2 separate regions of the Mus musculus genome follow, and region 1 is linked to region 2. A link is a contact called in public Hi-C data. All regions are on one chromosome and are shown on one strand. The core of a region is the stretch at or near the end of the contact, and the rest is flanking DNA. Distances in the headings are between cores, read along the strand shown.

Evidence for each region. Hi-C and Micro-C count contacts between places; a contact is called where the count stands out from the background.
Region 1: a contact with region 2 is called in a Hi-C map of embryonic fibroblasts, with 23 read pairs. The contact joins two enhancer-like sites. A contact is called at or near these places in 5 of 39 promoter capture datasets (the SN4741 cell line, embryonic stem cells, fetal liver and 1 more), 1 of 15 datasets of contacts at CTCF or cohesin (large pre-B cells), 40 of 484 Hi-C or Micro-C datasets (the 63-12 cell line, B cells, the BV-2 cell line and 23 more), 15 of 115 datasets of contacts at active chromatin or transcription factors (bone marrow-derived macrophages, craniofacial prominence, embryonic basal ganglia and 11 more) and 2 of 9 other capture datasets (adipose tissue and bone marrow-derived macrophages).

Annotation. Positions count from the first base shown.
Region 1 is chr10:93,798,540-93,802,307 of GRCm38.p6, reverse strand. No RefSeq gene overlaps it. Among named protein-coding and RNA genes, the nearest start is that of Gm26239, 6.9 kb to the left of the region's middle. Within about 2 kb of position 2,332, at least 46 of the 459 cell types and tissues checked have an H3K27ac peak or open chromatin away from gene starts, as enhancers often do. A contact at or near this core is called in embryonic fibroblasts, where this site is marked.
Region 2 is chr10:93,597,705-93,601,244 of GRCm38.p6, reverse strand. 4933408J17Rik (RIKEN cDNA 4933408J17 gene) reads right to left here. Exons shown (of 4, transcript NR_045810.1): 3 at 1,735-2,269. Among named protein-coding and RNA genes, the nearest start is that of Snrpf, 9.8 kb to the right of the region's middle. Within about 2 kb of position 1,929, at least 10 of the 459 cell types and tissues checked have an H3K27ac peak or open chromatin away from gene starts, as enhancers often do. A contact at or near this core is called in embryonic fibroblasts, where this site is marked.

The DNA.
Region 1 (3,768 bases), core at 1,083-3,582, 200 kb before region 2:
AGGTGCTGAAAAGCTCGCTCTGAGGCACCATCTCAGCTCAGGCTTGCTGGGTGGGATGAAAGGTTCATTGTTCAGTGCCTTTAGATGGGCTTCATTTCTGCGCTGTGTAGAAGTTCATTTAGAGATGGTAGTGCAAACCTGTCATCTTAGCACTCGAAAGAGAGCACACAGAAGAGAACATTTGATTTCGTTACGGATGGTTGTGAGCCACCATGTGGTTGCTGGGATTTGAACTCAGGACCTTTGGAAGAGCAGTCAGCGCTCTTAACCGCTGAGCTATCTCACCAGCCCCTCGGATATGTGTCTTAAGACAGCTACAGTGTACTCATATAAATAAAAATAAACAAAAAAGAAAAGAAAAGAAAAGTTGGGATTTTGAGGTTGTGTTTTTACAGTGTAGGTATTTGGTTTTTGGTTTTTTTCTTTTTGTTTTTTTTTTTTCCAGACAGGGTTTCTCTGTGTAGCTCTGGCTGTCCTAGAACTCACTCTGTAGACCAGGCTGGCCTCGAACTCAGAAATGCCTCTGCCGCCCAAGTGCTGGGATTAAAGGTGTACTCCACCACTGCCCGGCTTAATTTTAGTTTTTAAAAACATTTTTGTATTTTTGTTTCTGTTCTAGTTGCTATTATTACTCTCCTCTGCCTTGTGTCTAAGATTCTTAGGTTACCTTATGTAGCCAAGATTTGTAAGTGATCTTTCTTTTAGCAATAGGGTCATTATTTTTTCTAGTTTTGCTTATTTTCTGTCCCCCCCCCCAACTTTTCCTATATATTTCAAAGTCACAATATTCAAAGTCACAATAGAATCCACCCTGCTCCATTGTAGCAGGTAATTAATGTGGTATGCGTTACTCTTTCTCTGTGGTCAACAGGACATCTATCTGTTACTCCCTGTCTCTGTCTGTCTATGTCTTTCTCTGTCTCCATCTTTCTCTAGAATCTGGTGGCCTTGGGACCTACTTTAACCAATAGAAAGCAGAAGAAGTGATAGTGTTTTGGTTCCAGGCCTTATGAAGACCTACTAGCACCGTAGGGGAAAGCATCAATGTAATATGTCTACCCTTTGATTGCCGAGCTGTGAACAGTGGCCGCTCCACAAGCCCAGCCTAGCCACATGTAGAGGCCATGTGTAGAACTAAATCCTTGGCTAATGGCCCCAGCTGATCTTCCAGCTGACACTAGCCCCAACTTGCCTGGATGGGTAAGACCATTTTGGAAAGAAAAACCACAAGCCAGAACTGCATCACCCCAGCTGCTGCCACGTGGAGTGGTGTCAAAGCCATTCTTGCCAAGCTCTGCCCAAATTACAGAACTGGGAGCGAATCACTTATGTAAGCCAGTACATTTTGGAGTCATCTGTTAACTAGCAAGAGGCATAATTACTACATCCTCTCTGGGGCTCACCCCCCAAACCCAACCCCAGCTGTATTTGTAAAGGGTATTAGACAAGATTGTTTCCACAAAATAGAAACTATATTGCTAAGAGTGGGGTCTGCTTTGCTCTGTTGCTGTTACGCATCTTCCTGTAGTGAGGCTCAGCATCTTCTTCCGTTCAGCATCTTCCCATAGCCTTACATTAGTTAAACTCATTTCCAGAGCTAGTTCGACTGCTTTAGCTCAAATTGCTTTCCTTTTGTTTTTTATCCTCTTCTTCATCCTTAGCTCTGTAACTCCAAGGTTTCTCCTAAATCCTGATGTGTGTCTCCCCGTTTGCCCACACTGCTCTCAGCTGGGTGATGTGGCTACTCTCTAGCTCCATCTACTCCAGCATTCCCATCAGCATCCTCACAGCTGCATCCCCACAGCTGTCCTGGCCTTCAGGAAATCCTATTGGCATAGTTTCTGAGACCCAGAATCCTGAAGCTCGACTTTCCCACCACAATGCTGTTTCTGTCTCCGGCATATTCCTAAATGGGACCTTTCCTAAGACACAGCATGCCTATTCCTGTGAGTTTCCTGTGAATAACATGAGCTATTAGGAAGCTAATAAAAAAATACTTTATTGGTGAAGTCTTGGCTCAGGCTATTTCTGAGGTAATAATCATCCTCAATTAATTATGCCTCAAGAATTCTGTGAGAGGCATGTAGAACGAGTAATTCCCCAGAGCACATCTGTTCTCCTTGAGTATAATCCATTCCAGAAGGAACGGGCTTCTTAATGCACATTGCTTAGTCATTTCTGAAGGATCCTCAAGTATAGAGAATATTAAAGGAATTTATCCTCAACATTTTTCAAACTACTTTCAATTTTAGCCACTGCTGGCCATCTGTTTATTCACTTCAGTGAGAGTTCCAGACATAACCGAGAGTCACCATGAGTAATTCTAACAGGCTTACTGGAGCATACCCTGTAGCCTCGGTCTTCCCAGGATTTTCAATGTGATTTAGAGAGAGCTTCTTGCCATATTAGGGACCAACCATCCTGTCTTACAGAAGATGTAGTCGGAATGCCTCGCAGCCAAGCATGCTATCTGAGGTAACAACAAAAATAGAAGAGTTGACCTCTGGGACAGGCAAGCTGTAAGACTTCCTAAAACACAAATTCCCATGATGCAAGGTCACGGGTTCCAGGGCAAAACGTCACTGTTTTCCCTTCCCTCCTCGGTCCTCTCAAACTGGAAAAGTACTAATTGTCACAGGCTCCTTAAATGCATGCCTAAACACTTTTGAGGGTGCTGTGAAAGACCTGCTTGTGCACCTTACTATCACAGGGAGCACTCTGTTGTCTTTGCTGACAACCCCCTTTTTAAAGGAAGCATGGCTCTTCTACTCCTAAGTCCCATGGCTCCAATTCCCAGGCACCAATTACTCCATAACAGGAACAGTATATGAACCAGGCTTGGACAGACATGGAATTTCCTTGTTTAGACACAAGACTGGTTCAAGTGTGGTCCATTGCTACCAACAGGATCCATCAAAGACTAACCTGATACATTGTGATTGTGTAGGATTTCTTCTGCAGAAGTTGCCACATTCAGGCACTATATGGAAAAACAGTTGCTATTTTTCCCCAGCAACAAAAAAAAAAATCCATCATTTTTTTTAAAGCTACTCTTTAAAAATTTTTTAAAATTAGATTCAGTTATTTTATCTTATGAATGTTTTGCCTACATACATGAATATGCAGCACACGCCTGGAACAGGGTGAGAAGGGAATATTTGATCCCCTGGAACTGAGCTCACAGATGGTTGGGAGCTGCCATCTGCGTGAGGGTTGTGACTTGAACCCCCCAGGTCCTCCGCAAGAACTGGAAGTGCTTGAAACCACTAAGCTGTCTCTCCAGACCTGCCCCCCTTTCATAAAGCTATTTTATTGTGTATGTGAGTGCAGTGCCATAGGAGACCAAGAGAGAGCTGGAGTTATAGTGAATTGTGAGTCTCCTGATTTGGGTGCTGGGAACCGAAGTCATCTGCAAGAACAGCACCTGCTCTTTACCAGGGAGTCAAGCCATCTCTCCTCCTGAGTCCATTTTGTTTTAAGAAAAATACTAACACACGGAAACAGAGTGGAGACACAGAGAAGATGAAAAGTTCTAATATCGATCTGTCGCCTGAACTAGAACTCCAGACAACAAGGGATTTGCTCTTTCGATTAAGCTCACTTAAATTGTATTTATATAAATTATGATTCAAGTCATATTGGAATAATGATCATCCTTTTTCCCTTTTTGAGAAAGGGTCTCGTGTGTCTCAACATCCTGAATCTTGGCATCGAGCTTCCCAAAGATGACCTTTGACTTCTGTCTCTCCTGTCTTCTCTTCCTCTCAG
Region 2 (3,540 bases), core at 680-3,179:
GGCTGCTCTTGTATAGTACCTGGGTTTGGTTTCTATTGCCCATATCAGGTGACTCACAACAGCCTGGAACTATAGCAACAGGGGATCTGACGCCCTTTTCCAGCCTCCGTGGGAACCTGAACATGCATGGCATATGCAGGCACATAGAAATTTACACATCAAAAGCTTATAAAACAACAACAACCTACCAAAATATCTATGAACACGTCAGAAGGAAACACATCACTTTGTATGCTGCCTTAAAAGCTAATTAAAAAAAAAAAGTACTATTGCCTGGAAACTAGTAGAAAGCAATAATAGAACTAAAATTTGCCATGGAGTGATGAGTTCTTTTTCTCTTCTAACTGGTTCTCAGCACGCAAGGACAAACATCAGTTAAGATGAAACGCTGTGTCTCTCTACAGTTCCTGTACACTAACCCAGATCATTTCTACAACGTGTGGAGAATGCTCTCTAGTGTCTTGGACATTAAAACACCGTTCAAGCTCCCTCAGTTTAGATACCTTGGAGAATTACACTCAGGGTAATATTTGGCTCTAGAAAATTTCACAAGCTTCCTGTTGTGTGGTGACTATATCCCTCAAGTGTGTGTCTATAATGTCTTGTTTACTGTAACTGCATAGGTTATGATGGTATTAATTTTTTTTTGCTGTTTTGATATTTTGAGACAAGATCTCAATCTGTAGCCCAGGATGTCCCAAAACACAACTATAGAGCCCAGGTTAGCCTCAAACTCATGATAACTCTCCTGCCTCAGCCTCTCCAGTGCTAGGAAATCATAATTCTTTATTATAGATTTTAGTTATATTTTTATTTATTCATTTTGTGGCATGTCTTTATGACTATCCTCCCATCATGTGGGGCCAGGGGATCAAACTCAGGTTGTCAGATTTGAGGCCTGCCTCTGGAGGGATTCACGCTTAGCACTATACATGTACTAAAAGACTCATCACGGCCAGGGAGGTCACAGGTCGTCAGTGGGAAATCTACTACTAACGGGTTTGCTAACTGGGCATGTTGCCCATTTACACACACACACACACGCACACACACGCACACACGCACGCACGCCATTGAAGACAGCACTAACGGATATGTAATGTTGTCCAGTAAAGTTCCTGTCTACATTGGTCAGCTGCAGTTAACACAGATGCACATAACTGGTCAAGTGCTGAGAATCAGTGAGCGCGAGGCTCTGAACAGAACATCGGGAGCAACTGCCCACCACCATGTTCTGCAACCATTGCAGAAGAGGGGAGGGCTGTGTGTAAAGACTGTGAGAGTTGGTGGCTGGGGAGCCCTGCTGTGAGATGCTGCCTTTTGGAGATGACACCGACATTGTGTTGATGGGATTACATCTACCATCCCTGTAGGTACCCATACAAAGTCAGTCAGCATCCCAACAGGAAGCAACATTTGGCTTGGTGTGTTGGTTTGTTTTTTTTTTTAAGGCGAGGACATGAGTTGGGAGAGGACATGCTGAGGGTGTCTGGGAGAAGGGAGGGGAACTTGGTTGGGATATGATCAAGATTGTGTGTACATGAGCAAAGTTGTTGGAAGATAAAGGTAGCCTACTTATAAAAGCAAACAAAAACAAGCCCTCGCTTTATGCTTTATATATGAAATAAATAAACTTGGCTTATCTGAAGGTTGCTCCAGGAATAGAAAAACAAGATACTGATTTGGTTGTCTTGTGATCTTACTGGAAGCCGTGGGCTTTAGTTATGCTTGTACCTTTTTGGTGGTATCTGGGATGCCTCTTAGAAGTCAGAAAGTCTCTGTGGCTCTCTAGGGAGTCATTTGGCATCCTTTTTTATGTGGTAATTTTCTTAATAATTTTTTTTTCAGAGAACAATGGCTAAGTTCAGCTTCAATGGAATTCCCATAAATTCCAAATTAGTCATGTTTGCATTAATGTGGCTTTAATCACAGTCCAGGATAAGAGCGTAAAGAGCAGAGCACTCTCGTTCCTCACCGTGCACCGCAAGCATGGGGAAATTGTCTTATGAAGAAATCCTTTGAATGCATATTAATTCCCAGTATGTGTCAATACTAGTTCATATGTTATTGAAGCAAAACAAGTGCATAGCTGTGCAGGCTTGTAGGTCACGTGTAGTCACATATTTTCGTCACAGTGCATATGTGGGGTCAAAGAACAAGCCTCAGGGGTGTATTCTCCCCTTTCCCCCTGTAGGTTCCAGGATCTGACTCAAGTTGTCTGGCTTGGCAGCAGCACGCACCTGTATTCACTGAGCTATCTGCATGACGGCTTTGATGGAAAAAAAAAAAAGAGTCATGTTAACTGCATATAAAGCTCTAGGTTAATTTTGATCTATTGTTGTTATTACTATTACCAATGATAACTTCTTTCTTTTGAAACGGAGCCATCCCACTATAAAGTCCTGGCTGGCTTGGGGCTTTCTATACAGACCAGGGCTGGCCTCAAACATGTGACCCTCCTGTCTCTGCTTCCCTAGAGCTAGGATTACTGGTGTGCTACTGACATACTAGCGTTAACTTGGAGAATGAGTGTGTTTCTGCCACCTGTAGGGAGAGATTCCCTGCTTGACCCCTGCAGTCAAGGATTCAGCCTTCAGTCAGAAGTTTCATGTCTAAGCGAGGGTGCACGGGTGAATTAAGGAATGATATTCTACAGTGGGTCCTTGTATGGGACATGACGTTAGGGGAAGAATTATGGGCACAGATATTAATACATTTTTAAGTGCAAACGTCATAGAGTGTCCTCATGCAGTCCTAGACTGTACCACCTACTCCATCCAAGCTGACACCTGTATGACATGCTCTTGGACCAAAGGCTGTGCACCACTGGGACACAATCTAAACACAGGAAGGGGGGACCATGAATATACTAGGCAATAGGAATATTTCTCCGTTGTAATCTCGAAGCATACCTGCCATAACTGTGGCCCACGGTTAACCAGAATGTCATTAGCCATATGTGGCTGAACTGATGAGACTCCTCTAAACAAAGCAATGCTTTATCAAACCTTGCACGATGTAGTTTCCTTTCCTCGGTTTTAGATTCTTCTGCTTTAAGACCACAGATGAATACAACATTGATAGAACATCTCTATTAAATAATACTTGTATATAACAAATTGTAAACCATTTGAACATATTTGCTGATAATTTTAATTTCATGAAAAAAAAACATGACACCAAAATACATAACAGGATTCTAATGATATTAAATAAAATATGAGTACTTTGGCTGGAAAGGTGACTGTGGTGAAGAACACTGGCAGATCTTCCAGAGGACTTGGGTCTGATTCCCAGAACCCCCATGTTAGCTCACAGCTGTGTGTAACTGCAAGGATAAGGGGATACCCTGACACCCTCTCCTGGACTCCACAGGCTTAAGGCCTGTGTGTGAAGACGTGAGTTTGAAAGCTACATGAAATCCTGTCTCAAGAGAGAGAGAGAGAGAGAGAGAGAGAGAGAGAGAGAGAGAGTGTGTGTGTGTGTGTGTGTGTGTGTATGTGTTAGGGAGAAGGGAAGGGGAGAAAGAACTAACCCCAC